Regions from separate parts of the Sus scrofa genome. Here all the other regions are linked to region 1. The links are chromatin contacts, called in public Hi-C maps. All regions are on one chromosome and are shown on one strand. Each heading gives the region's core, a stretch centred on a gene start, on an enhancer-like site or on the middle of the called end of the contact. The rest is flanking DNA. Distances are from core to core; before and after follow the strand shown. Region 1 holds the start of ST6GAL1 (beta-galactoside alpha-2,6-sialyltransferase 1). Region 2 overlaps ST6GAL1 (beta-galactoside alpha-2,6-sialyltransferase 1). Region 3 holds the start of ADIPOQ (adiponectin, C1Q and collagen domain containing).

Evidence for each region. Hi-C and Micro-C count contacts between places; a contact is called where the count stands out from the background.
Region 2: a contact with region 1 is called in a Hi-C map of liver, with 2.8 times the contacts expected there. The contact joins the enhancer-like site here to the promoter of ST6GAL1 in region 1. A contact is called at or near these places in 1 of 5 promoter capture datasets (liver), 6 of 47 Hi-C or Micro-C datasets (embryonic fibroblasts, epiblast stem cells, liver and 1 more) and 1 of 2 datasets of contacts at active chromatin or transcription factors (alveolar macrophages).
Region 3: a Hi-C map of liver shows a contact between it and region 1, with 3 times the contacts expected there. The contact joins the promoter of ADIPOQ here to the promoter of ST6GAL1 in region 1. A contact is called at or near these places in 2 of 5 promoter capture datasets (fetal liver and liver), 22 of 47 Hi-C or Micro-C datasets (alveolar macrophages, blood, embryonic fibroblasts and 9 more) and 2 of 2 datasets of contacts at active chromatin or transcription factors (alveolar macrophages and skeletal muscle).

The regions. Positions count from the first base shown.
Region 1 is chr13:124,697,748-124,701,657 of Sscrofa11.1, reverse strand. ST6GAL1 (beta-galactoside alpha-2,6-sialyltransferase 1) reads right to left here and starts at 2,036. Exons shown (of 7, transcript XM_021070037.1): 1 at 1,448-2,036. It overlaps LOC102158991 (a long non-coding RNA gene), which reads left to right and starts at 659. Exons shown (of 4, transcript XR_307085.3): 1 at 659-840; 2 at 2,184-2,322; 3 at 3,142-3,707.
Region 2 is chr13:124,771,261-124,775,170 of Sscrofa11.1, reverse strand. All of the region lies in intron 2 of ST6GAL1 (beta-galactoside alpha-2,6-sialyltransferase 1), which reads right to left. Among named protein-coding and RNA genes, the nearest start is that of ST6GAL1, 74 kb to the right of the region's middle. Within about 2 kb of position 2,095, at least 8 of the 83 cell types and tissues checked have an H3K27ac peak or open chromatin away from gene starts, as enhancers often do. A contact at or near this core is called in liver, where this site is marked.
Region 3 is chr13:124,632,091-124,636,000 of Sscrofa11.1, reverse strand. ADIPOQ (adiponectin, C1Q and collagen domain containing) reads right to left here and starts at 2,095. Exons shown (of 4, transcript NM_214370.1): 1 at 2,056-2,095.

The DNA.
Region 1 (3,910 bases), core at 787-3,286:
TTTCCTTGCTTGTACAGAAAAGGTTTCACTGGATGCCCTCTGTCTAGACTCCCAATAACCGCGGTGCAGGGCTGGGGGCTTTCCAGTGCCCACCAACACCCCCCCGCCCGCACCCCTGACAAGTGTAGCTAGGAGACAGGTTAATCTTCAGAGCTGCTGGCCAAGGTGAAACTGCAGCCCGGACCACAAGCACGGTCAGTCGGCGGTGCCTCCGTTCGTGTGCACACCACCCATTACCCAAACCTGACTGGCTTCCTTCACACCATCACCTGAGGGGCAAATGCATGCCCCCCTCCCCCTGCCCAACCATCTCACTGCTGCCTGAACAGGTTTGAGGAACTAAAATCTGCAAAGCTGAGCTGAGCGTACGTAGGCAAAGAAAAAGCAAAACAAGAGGCCTCTCTTTCCAGATCTCGGAATTCCTCTTAAATAAACTCGGATACTCGGATAAATAAACTGAAAATAATAGCGTCCTCACCTAGAACAAGAGGCCTTGGCTGGCCTTGCTTCTAAAAACACAACCACCTCAAAGGGGCCAATGACACCGGGGCTGGCTAGACACACCGACCTACAAGGCAAAGCGCAAGCGAAACCCGGGACTGCGCTGGGCACGGTTTAAATCGGACTGTTCTTTCTCCAGGCTGAGGGGGCGCTCGCCGTCCCCAACAGAGACAGTGCAGGGACAATGGTGCGCTAGGCATGATCTTTTTCTTTGGAAGGAAACCCATAAACCCTTAATTCAACCCCCATCCCTAAGAAACCTTCGTGAGGTGGAAGAGAAGAGTGGTCCAGGTCACATCAGGTTATGCACCGCGGCCGGGGACGCACTCTTGGCCTGGGGTAATCTTTGTGTTTCTTCTCCTTTCGCATTTCCCTTTTTAAGTCTGGCAGTTTGGTCTGATGCCCAAGTAGTACCTTTTAAACGTGTCTGTCGTCCTCCTCCAGCAAGTGGCGTCCCCGGCGCCGCACCCTCCCCAGCAGCTGAGACAACGGCCGGGTTCCGAAGGGTTTGCGGTGCGCGGGGATCCCAGGGCAGGGCGCACGTGCGTTTGTTGTGGTGCCTATGCCCCCACCCCCGCCGCAGCCCTCAGTTTCTCCTTCTGTAAATCTAGTAGGCGAGATCTGAAGCATCCGCTCCCATGTTGACGGTGCAATGGAGAGAGCGGGGTTCCCTGGGGCCGTGCGCACGTGGGTTTGTTGTGGGTCTTCGGGCTCGTGGAGCTGGGGAGAAGCCAGGACGGCCCTCCGGCCCAGATTAATACACAAATGCCCCCAGCCAAAAGGTGGCAGGTCCGCGCGGCGAAGGGGGCTGAGGGGTGCTGGACACGGACACTCTAAGCCCTAGGCGAGCCGGGGGCCCCGCCTCTCCACTCGCGTCTTGCGCCCTTTCGCTCCACTCCTCCCAGGGGGCCCGGGCCACGCCGCCGCCCTCCGCAGCCCTACTCACTCGCTGCGTTCTCGGCTGCCGAAGCTGCGGCTGCTCCGCCCGCTCCGCGCCCCAGCCAGCAGGCAGCCAGTTCCCTTTGTTAGAGCTGGGCTGTGCCCCGGCGTCTTCCCCAGCCCGGCCCAGCCCAGGACTCCCCTCCCCCGGATGTCTCCGGACTCCGCGCTCAGCGGCGGCGGGAGAGCCGGGGAGCTGGGAGCCCCCCCGGGGGAGTCCCAGAAGAAGGGTCTGCTGGGGAGGAGCGGGGAACAGGGGATGAGGCGTGGAGGGGATGCGGGAAGGAGGGAAGAGGAGTGGAGGCGAAGGGGCGGGGGAAACGAGCGGTCTCAGCTATGCAAATAGTCGAGAAGACCGGGTGGATCCCGCGCCCCACCGGCCCCAAACCCGCCCAGCCCTCCAGACGTAGCTAGCAAGGGGGCCTTAGGATTAGGGGTGCCTGGTTAGGAGGCGCGCCTAACCCCCGAGTGAAGCTTGGATCCTACTTCACCGCCCCCTTCCCAGGAGGGCGGGCCGAGGGCCAAGGGGGAGGAGCAAAGTCCCAAAATGCTGCTCCTATCCCAGCCCCACAGGTCCGGGAGGGTGGAATCCAACACTCTCAGGCTTTGGGTCCTAGCAAGCTGGACTATAAATCTTGCCTCTGCTAATGACTGGCTGCGTGATCCTGACCACGCCCCTTAACCTCTCTGAAGCCTCGAAGTCTTCTTATGTAGGATATGAAACAGCAGAATCTATTTCACAGGATAGGGCAAGAACCTCCCAACAACGTTGGGCACACTTGAACACCCCTGATACAGAAGGATCAAGAAGGACCGGCCCGTCCCTACCCATGGAGATTTCCACCCCAAGCTGTCTGCAGGCTGGTGAGCAGGAGGTCTCAGGTGTGGTGGGAAAGGGAGCAAGTTTCCTTTTTTCACGGGGATTAATCTAGAGCTGCTGGGAGAAAGCAAGTGGAAACCACTCATTGAGCAAGTGTCATTGCCACACACTGACCATCCCTGGTGACACAGGGGCCACTTCCCTAAAGCAGAAAACTGTCCTCTAGGAGGGCGAGGAGTGGCCTTTGGCCACCACTGCAGAGCCCTTAGAGGAGATGTGACTACCAGAGGCAATAGTCATCTCCCAGAAGTCTACCGAGGACCCACTTGGCTCCAACTCTGAAGTTGGAGGGAAGGAGTGGGGGGTGGGGGGACAGGGAGAGTGGAAGTTTGTCTGGGCCCTCTAGGAACACCAAGTCTGGTACACACTAGAGTGCTTGAAGCCCAGATACAGAACTTTCCAAATCGAGTTTTCCTCTCCTACCACCATCCTGGAAAAAGGGAGGTGGCATCCTCACCTTATTCCCAACATCCTTCCAAACACTGCTTCCCTTACCCCAGATCCTGGCCCCCTCCAGCTGTTGCTGCTGGTGCTTTTCAACTGCTGAGGATGCTCTGAGCAAAGAGCTCCAGTTGGAGAGGGTGACAAGCAGAGTGAATTCAAATCTCTATGACCAACTAGCTACACTCTCTTGAGTACACTCCTCAGTCTGTATGTCTGGCATAGAGAAGGAGCTCATAACAGTAAGATGTATGAGTTAACGCATGGAAACTGTCGAACTCTTAAGACTATTTCTGGGAGGGTGCTATACTGACTTCCTGCTGAGAAAATTGTGCAGGGGCATGACATAACTCTTTGTTTTACATTGATTTCTCTGACAGCAAGCATCCTGGAAATGGATGGCAGAATCGGAGACGGCAAGTACAGAGCACAGAGACCAGTTTGGAAGCTGACATCAGAGAAGATATAATCGGAGCAGTGGCAATGACAGAGGGAATGGAAAAAGGATGCACAAATGATGGCTACCATCTGGGGAGCAAACGCTCTTTGCTTACTATATTGTCTCTCCTCATCATAAGATAGGTGATGGCCTTTGCCCCATTTTATGGATGAGGAAATTGAAGTCACTTGGAAGTGGAAGAGCCAGAACTGGAACCCTTTTCCACATTCATTAAAAATCCTCATTTCCCTTCTCAGCATCACTCTGTGTCCACCCTACTTAGGAACCAAGAACAAGAAACAGGGGAGAGGCTTCCTAGAAGGTGGTTTAGTCCCCACTCCATAGTTCTCTTCACCGGAAGGACTCCGGCCAGTAATGAAGAAAGCAAGGGACAGGGTCATTCGGGATTCTCGGCTTGCAGGATTGAAATGACTGCAGATGATGTGATAAGCCCAAGAAGTTCCTGGGGCTCCGAGGCAGAAGAGCAGACAAGTTGGGGTGCCCCGGGTGAGTTTCCAGGTTGGAAGCAGCTGTGGGTTATTTCCTTTGGGGTCTGCTCCCTTCAGGTTACTGTGTCTTCCATTGGGAACTTCTCACCTATAAGTGAGAAGCAGGAGGCTGGACCATAGGGTGGGGCTTGGTCCTCTCCTCCCCAGGCCTCCTTTATTTCCAAGGCTTCCTCACCCATTGTCTCTGGGATCCCTGCCTTG
Region 2 (3,910 bases), core at 846-3,345, 73 kb before region 1:
AGAAGAGAATATGAAGAATGTGCAGTGGACAGGTGGCAGGAGCCAGTCCCTTAGTCTGTGAGGTCCCGTGCCCCTCATGTATCAGGGTGTGATAGAAATAACTGCTTGCTTATGAACCACTGCTCTCAAAGCCACCGGACTGCTAGGGCATAGTGAGGACAGTTTATACTCCACAATGAATTTCTTTTAATAGATTTATAAATGCCTTCAGCTCTGTAGTTATGAAATCAATAAAGGACAGAAATCACTTAAGTTGCTCAATTGTGCCTGCCTGCATACACAGGGGAAATTCTGTGCTCTGGTAGCATGTGGCTGATGTCCCCATCTGTCAAATGAGAACAAGATGCCTCACCTTAGGGCTGTTGTCAATAAAGGAGAACTTGGTAACGATGATGAAGCCATATGGAGAATTTTAAAGATCTCCAGACAACTGTCATATGAATGTCTAGTCTACGGCTTCAGCATTTTATAGAAGAGGAAACTGAGGCTGGAGGAGGTCATAGGACTTTCCCAGGAAGGTGTGGCTCTAAAGCCAGTGTGTTTCCCTCCCTACAAGTGATCAAAAATGTGCCAACCCTGCATGCTGACTCAATCACAGAATGGGACTTGGGGGAGGAGGGGGAAGGAGGGCCATAGAAGGGAGAGGGCGGCCCTGGGCTCCTCACCCCTCTCTAAACCCCCACTGGGGCTGGCCTGGCAGTGCCAGAGCTGTGAGCTTACCTTCTGACCATATCTATTCATATCAATCAAATCAACCAAGAGGCTGGTAACCATGTGCTCAGAACAGCAGCCCTGGAGGTACTTATTACTTCCTCCGCCCCTTATATGCTAATAGGTCTAACTACCATGAGAAATTAAACAAGGACCAAATACTTAATGCACTATTTACTTTGTTCCCCCACTAGAGAATGAGCACCTGAACCATCGAGTTACCTCTCTGTTCCCAGGACCTGGGTCAATGCCTGTGATTCAGCTTTGTTTGCCAAATAAGTGAATATTTGCTTCTTGCAAAGAAGGTGCTCAAGAATCTCAGCCCAGGAGGAAGGGCCCAAATCTAGCCTAGGATCAAAGAAGCCTGAGGGATGGGAAGGAAATGGCCTGGAGCTGGATGAGGGGGGGCACAGGGAACAGAGAGGGTCAAGTCAGCCCATGCAGGTGCACAAAGCTGGCCTCACCGGGTGGCACCATATCAGGGGGGAGAGCCTGGTCTTCATCAGGTCATTTGGTGGAGAGGCGACCAAAAGCCTGAAGGCAGGGAATGAACTGATGAGCCAGTGGGCAGTTGTGCAAGTTGAGCAGTGGGCGGGGGTGGCAGGCCACAGCCCTGATCGTCACAGCACCCCTTCTCCCCTCCCTGACAGTATGTGACCAACAGCGAACACCTGTCACTGCTTCTCAGGCACCTACTACGGGCCAGTCACCCATTTCATGTTCAAAATAGATCCATAAGGCGGGTAGTTGATGAACTTATTTTACAGGTGAGGAAACAGGCTCAGAGTTGATTTGCCTACAATCACTCCACTGTGAAGAGGCAGACCCAGGATGTCAACTCAGATTTCACCCTAGCCCAGAAGCCAAGAAAATCTAGGTGCATCCTATTCCCTGCCCATTGTCTCCCACCACCACTACTGCTGCCCCCACTGCCCCGTGCTGATGAGGCAAGGACCAGGACTGAGACGAGGACAATGCCCACACAAAGCCCAGTTTGGAAGAGTAGTACTACCTTTCAGGTGGACCCAGCTTTGGAGTCAGATGAATCTAGATTTGGAGCCCAGCCTCATTAGTCATCACCATGTGATCTTAAATAACAGGAGCACTCTGGACATCAGTTGCCTCACCTGTAAAATGTGCACAAAACCACCTACCTCACAGGGCTGCTGGAAGGGCTAGAAGGAGGGATCCTGCCATGCCTGGAACATGGCAGATGCTTAATAAATGGTGCCCAGTAAAGCCGAACCTGCAAGAATAGGGAGGAGGGACAGGAGGTTGGGTTGTGGCTTAGCTGCTGCAGATGAAGGAAGTTTTCATTTCTGTGAGAACAGGACATGAACTTTCCAGGAGTGTATGAGTCAATATTTGTCTGGATAAACATGGGACATTGACGTCCATCTCAACAAAACCAGTATTAGCCACTTTCACTGTTAACCATTTCAAACACTGCTCCATAGCAAAGAGATCTGAAACTTGGTTGGGACTCTCAAAGGAGTTAGAGACAGGGGGTGTTACGGGAAGGGCAGAACTTATGGGAAAACCCAAAACCATTACAGAAACATGAGGTCCCCCAGCCCTCTGGCCAGATCACTCTGTGTCCTCAGAAGTCACTCATCCTCTCGGAGCCTCTGTTTCCTCACGATAAAAGGGACTTAATAATCCTGACTGCACAGGGTTGTGATCGAAACATAAGGGAATTAATAGATGAAAAGGAGCTTTTAAGCTCCAAGATAATGCCATGAGTTCACCACCTCTATAAAGCCATAGGAGGCAGAGCTGCACGTTATCAAGTACCCCTCTGTTCGGAAGAAGAAAAAGAAATTTGTGCTATTTGACAAACTTTACCTAAGACAGACTTTACATAAGACACTAGTGTTTCTTCTACTAAAGGGTCATTCAACTACTCAATGAGATGAATTACAGCTGGTATAAGAATCATGTCTCTATGATAATCAAAAGGAAAACAGAAAACCATTCAATTCTCTCAGAGCGTGGACACCCCTGAGAGCCTTCTGCAGACAGATGCCTGGGGAAGTTCTGCTTTCACCACCACGGACTGGCTTATTGTCTGAGACAGGGAAAGTCAGCAGGCCCAAATTCTCAAAATAAAATCTGCTGAATTGCTTCTGAATTTTCCTGCAATTTAGCAAATAAGCCAAACTCACTTCCCCTCCCAGCCCCACCCTCAGGTCTCCTGCAAGTGGGATGTGTCCAGGGAGGACAACAGGACATTGATGAGGTGCTCCTAGAGCAAAACCAGGGCAGGCTGACAGCCCCGGGCCTGGGCGCCCGACCTTGATTTCAGGAGAAATACTCATCTGTCCAGTCTGCTGCACCCAGGCTCCAAGCAGACTGTGATGGGCTCCCTGGCCTCACCTGTGATCCTGTGTCTGGATGGCCTACTCAGCTGTGTTCAAGAACCTAAGGGGAGCCCCATCTCGATCAATCCAAAGAAGTAAATAGAAAAATACTTTGGGAGTTCCCATTATGGCTCAGCGGTAACGAACCCAACTAGTATCCATGAGGATGCAGGCTTGATCCCAGGGCTCGTTCAGTGGGTTAAGGATCCGGCATTGTCACCAGCTGTACTGTAGGTCACAGATGCGGCTTGAATCTGGCATTGCTGTGGCTGTGGTGTAGGTTGGCAGCTGTAGCTCCAATGAGACCCCTAGCCTGGGAACTTCCATATGCCAGAGGTACAGCCCTAAAATGCAAAAAAAAAGAAAAGAAAAATACTTTGGGTTCTCTCTTAGGCAGTGGCCAGACAAGTTATTTAAAGGCACAGCCCCCTTTTCTGTCTCAGTTGTTCTTAACCTTCAAGAGGTATGTAGCAAGAATGGGTCCAATGTAGGGACTCTGGATAGAGAAGGAGCGTAGAAAGATAAGGGATAATGAATTGAGTCAGAGCCCCCAGCTTGACTGGGCTGTCCTGGAAAGAGCCCATTCCTGTTCTGAATTCACCTCCAAAGATTAAGGGGAGACACTGCCAAACAAACTGACCTGAAGTTCACCCTGATCCTGTGCCAAACTCTGCAGGGGGCATTCCCACAGAATTAGATAAGTCCATTAGTAGTCAGATTTCATTCCCCTAAATCACCCAGTCCCCCAGGATGTGTATCTTGGCTTGGGATAGTTGCCTCATCATCCGCGGGGACTAGAGACTGCTGAACAGGGAGATTGCAAAGAAGGAAAGGTGAAG
Region 3 (3,910 bases), core at 846-3,345, 66 kb after region 1:
GCAGCTGCCATCCTTTCAATAGCCACAGCAATGCCAGATCTGAGCCACATCCATTACCTATACCACAGCTCATGAAATTGTGGGATCCTTAACCCACTGAGCAAGGCCAGGGATCAAACCCCAAACCTCACAGAGACAACATCGGGTCCTTAACCCACTGAGCCACAATGGGAAATCCTCATAGCCTTGCTTTTGACTCCACTAAATAGAAGAATCTGAGATTTCAAGAGACCAAGATGCCGGCTTAAGGTCATGAGACTCTTGGGTTGAATGAAATGACATGGCTGGTTTTTAAGGTCAAAAATGATAAAATATGGGCAATTTCACACGGTGCAATCTAATGATAAATGACAGAACCAGGAATCAACTAGGCTCTTCCCAAATCCTAGGAGCATTACCTGAACGCTTTCACTTGGCAGCCCCGCACCCAACACTCTCTCTCCACACACACACACACCTGTTCTCAAGGAACTGGTTAAGCAGAGCATCCCCCCACCACATTTTGGGTATCAGTGTCTCTCCTGATTGACAGCTTCTACCTCCTGACCTCAGCCAAGTGTCTGGGGCCACTGGTCTTCCAACTTGACAAGGAGTAGGGGAGCAGCCTGATCTCAGAGCCACCTTAGAAATGACAAGAAGCAAGTCTTGTGTCTCTTTACAACTCCTCAAGAATTAAGGGAGGGAGGCAGCAAGAACAGCCAGTTAAGCTGCATGGCTCCCTTTCCACTGCTCAGCTTCCAGAACAAAGCTGACACCCTCATGTTTCTTTGTGCATATTCTGCCAGTATCAAGGCCCCCCTATTCCCCAACCTTGTCAGGATGAGCCAACCTTACCCCAAATGGATGGAGTTACCAGGAGCGAGGTGGCTGCACCGCTTGCAACGCTTGATCTGAAAATCCAAAACCTCTCCAGGAGTTCCCATCATGGCTCAGTGGTTAACGAATCCAACTGGGAACCATGAGGTTGCAGGTTCGATCCCTGGCCTCGCTCAGCGGGTTAAGGATCCATCGTGGCTGTGAGCTGTGGTGTAGGTCACAGACGCGGCTCAGATCTGGTGGTGTTGTGTTGCAGGCCAGCAGCTACAGCTCTGATTAGACCCCTAGCCTGGTAACCTCCGTATGCCACCGGTGCGGCCCTAGAAAAGAAAAAAAAAAAAAAACGAAAAAGAAAAAAATTCTCCAGAGCAGGGACCCACATCTCCTGACACCCAAGGGCTGGCCTGATCTCTAAAATCCCTCCCACTCAGTCTCTGCATCTATGGCTGCAAACAACCAGGAGGCCACAAGTGCAATGCTCCCTGGGACAAGCAGGATTGGGCTTGGGAAAGGCGGGGCAGATCCAGTTGTTCTGTCAGAGGATGTCTGCTACAAAGAAAATGTTGCATGAGCTCCCTGTACATGGCAGGCCCTGTGCTCACTCTACTTCATTTGAACATCTCAGTCACCTTGTGTGGTACCTCCACATGGGTGCAGACATGCCCATGTTTACAGATACCCCCAAAGCTACAGATAATGACTGGGCCCCACCCATCTTTGTTTCTCACGAACCCTACCCAGAGTCTGGTCCGTTGAATCTGCTCAATAAACACTGCTGACTAGAATCCAGTGGTAGAGTTGAATTCCAAACTCAGTCTCCCCAGGCTGCATCTTCATGTGCTCCTTTCTCTGCCCTACCTGGTCAAGTGGAGAAGCAATTCATCCCCTGCTCCTCTTATCTAAATGGACTTTATCGCTGGACCATGCTTCCTGCTTCACTGACCCCAACATTTTCTTTAGTTAGCCATCTCACCACAGAGTGAATTGGGCAAAATTCAGGATGGTTCCAGGCATCCTGATCACAATGAACAATTCCCTTTTCTCTAGGAGCCGTGGGGAAATTAAGGAAGAAACCCAAGGCCAGTCTGCCTCCACCAGGGCTGCCCTGGCCAGGGTTTTGCCTATATCACCTCCCCACCCTGCCACGATGGGGAAAGCATGAGCACGCCCCAACCCCAGGTTCCCTTTCGGGACAGCCACCTTTACCTACAGCCTGGAATTCCAATCACTTGTCCTTACCCTCAGGTGTGGAATCAGAGCCACAGACTGCAGTCAGGATGGAAATGAGGAGAAGGTGGCCCAGCCTCTGCAGCCTGGTACTCATGGGGAAGGCAGTCCCCACCTCGAAATTGTTGCTTCCCATTGGCCAGCGTGCTGAGGCCCAGAGACCAGTGGGTGGGCTCACACCCCTGGCGGCTGCTTCAGGTCTCCACCCTGGGGAACCTGGTGCAACCCAGCTCCAGCTTGGGAAGCCAAGTGGGGCTTCAGTCACCACACTCACGTTTCCAGGCCTCGGCCCTTAGACTTGCCTCCTATAACAGGGACAGAAAATGGGGCCAAGGGTCAATACTAGAGGCAGGAAAACAATATATTTCCTTATGTAAAATTAATGGCCTGGTGGTCCAGGAGACCTCCCTCTCCCCAGAGATTTGCTCTAATAAGTCCAGGGAACCAATTACACCATCACACTCATTGTGCACGACAGGGAAAAGGAAATGAAATATAGCAAGAAATACAATGCATCCTTCACTTTCTGGCCTGAACTCCAGACTGGGGGAAGACTTTGCATGTTAATTTGGAGAACTGATGTGAGGAGATGTTTCTGAGGCAGTATAAGGCAGGGCCAGATTAAAACCATTGAAAGGCCCTGAATTCCAAAAGATGTTGGAGCCCTCCTTGTGTGGGATTCAAATTAAATATATCGGAAAAACATTTATTAAATAGAATATTAGAATATCGTCTTTCACTGTTTTTTGTTGCCAAAACTCTGGAGATGTTTTTGAAAACCAACTTTTTTTTTTTTTTTTTTTTTTTTTTGCCATTTCTTGGGCCGCTCCCGCGGCATATGGAGGTTCCCAGGCTAGGGGTCGAATCGGAGCTGTAGCTGCCGGTCTACACCAGAGCCATAGCAATGCTGGATCCGAGCTGCGTCTGCAACCTATACCACAGCTCATGGCAACGCCGGATCTGAAAACCAACTTTTTATATATGTGTGTGAAGTGCTCCTTTTTCCAATGTCTGATGCCTGGGCCTGATCCACCTACTGGTGAACGCTGCTCTGGGCTGGAAGTGGCCTGGAGGCCCGGCGGCTCTAACCCACATCATTGTCTCTAGAAGGCTTAGGCTTAAAGTGGCAACGTTCATCACCTTGGACTCTTTTTGACAACTCCACATTCCATTTTTGAACGGCAGCATCAGAGCCAGTTCCTGCAAGCCACAGATTCTGATGCATTAAATCATGACGCCAGCAAAGGCTCAGGACCCCAGCAACAACTTCTGCAAGGCATTCAGAAACAGAATTTCTCAGGCAGAGTCTGGACGAGCCTGCCCCTAAATACCACCTCTGCTGGCCACACAGAGCCTAAAAGTCTACCAGCAAAGTCAAGTCCAATCTAAAGCTTCGTCTCCTGCTAATATGCAAGTATGTCCAGAAAAGCCCAGTAGGACTTTGAGATTGGAGTCACGAGTCTCTTCTCAAGAGCCCACTGGCTCAGTGAAGCGACTTACGAAAATTAGGTTCTAGTTTATTAGATATGTTGCACTCAGGAGAAAACAGAAACTGTGACAATTCTTGGTTACGCCAGTGTTTTATTTTTACTATGGTATCGTATTTATTTGGGGTTTGTTCCACCATGTGTCTTTCCTTCCTCAAATGTAAACTTCATGAGAGCAAGTGCCTTGCCTGTTCAATGGTTTGTCCCCAAGCCCCTAGAATAAGATCTGGTATGAGATGGGCAGTGATAAATGCTGAATCAAAAATAAGAGAGTAATGGAACTCCACATTGGGAGTTAAGAACCTGACAAGTATCTGCGAGGCTACGGGTTTGACCCCTGGCCTTGCTCAGTGGGTTAAGGATTCGGCATTGCCACAATC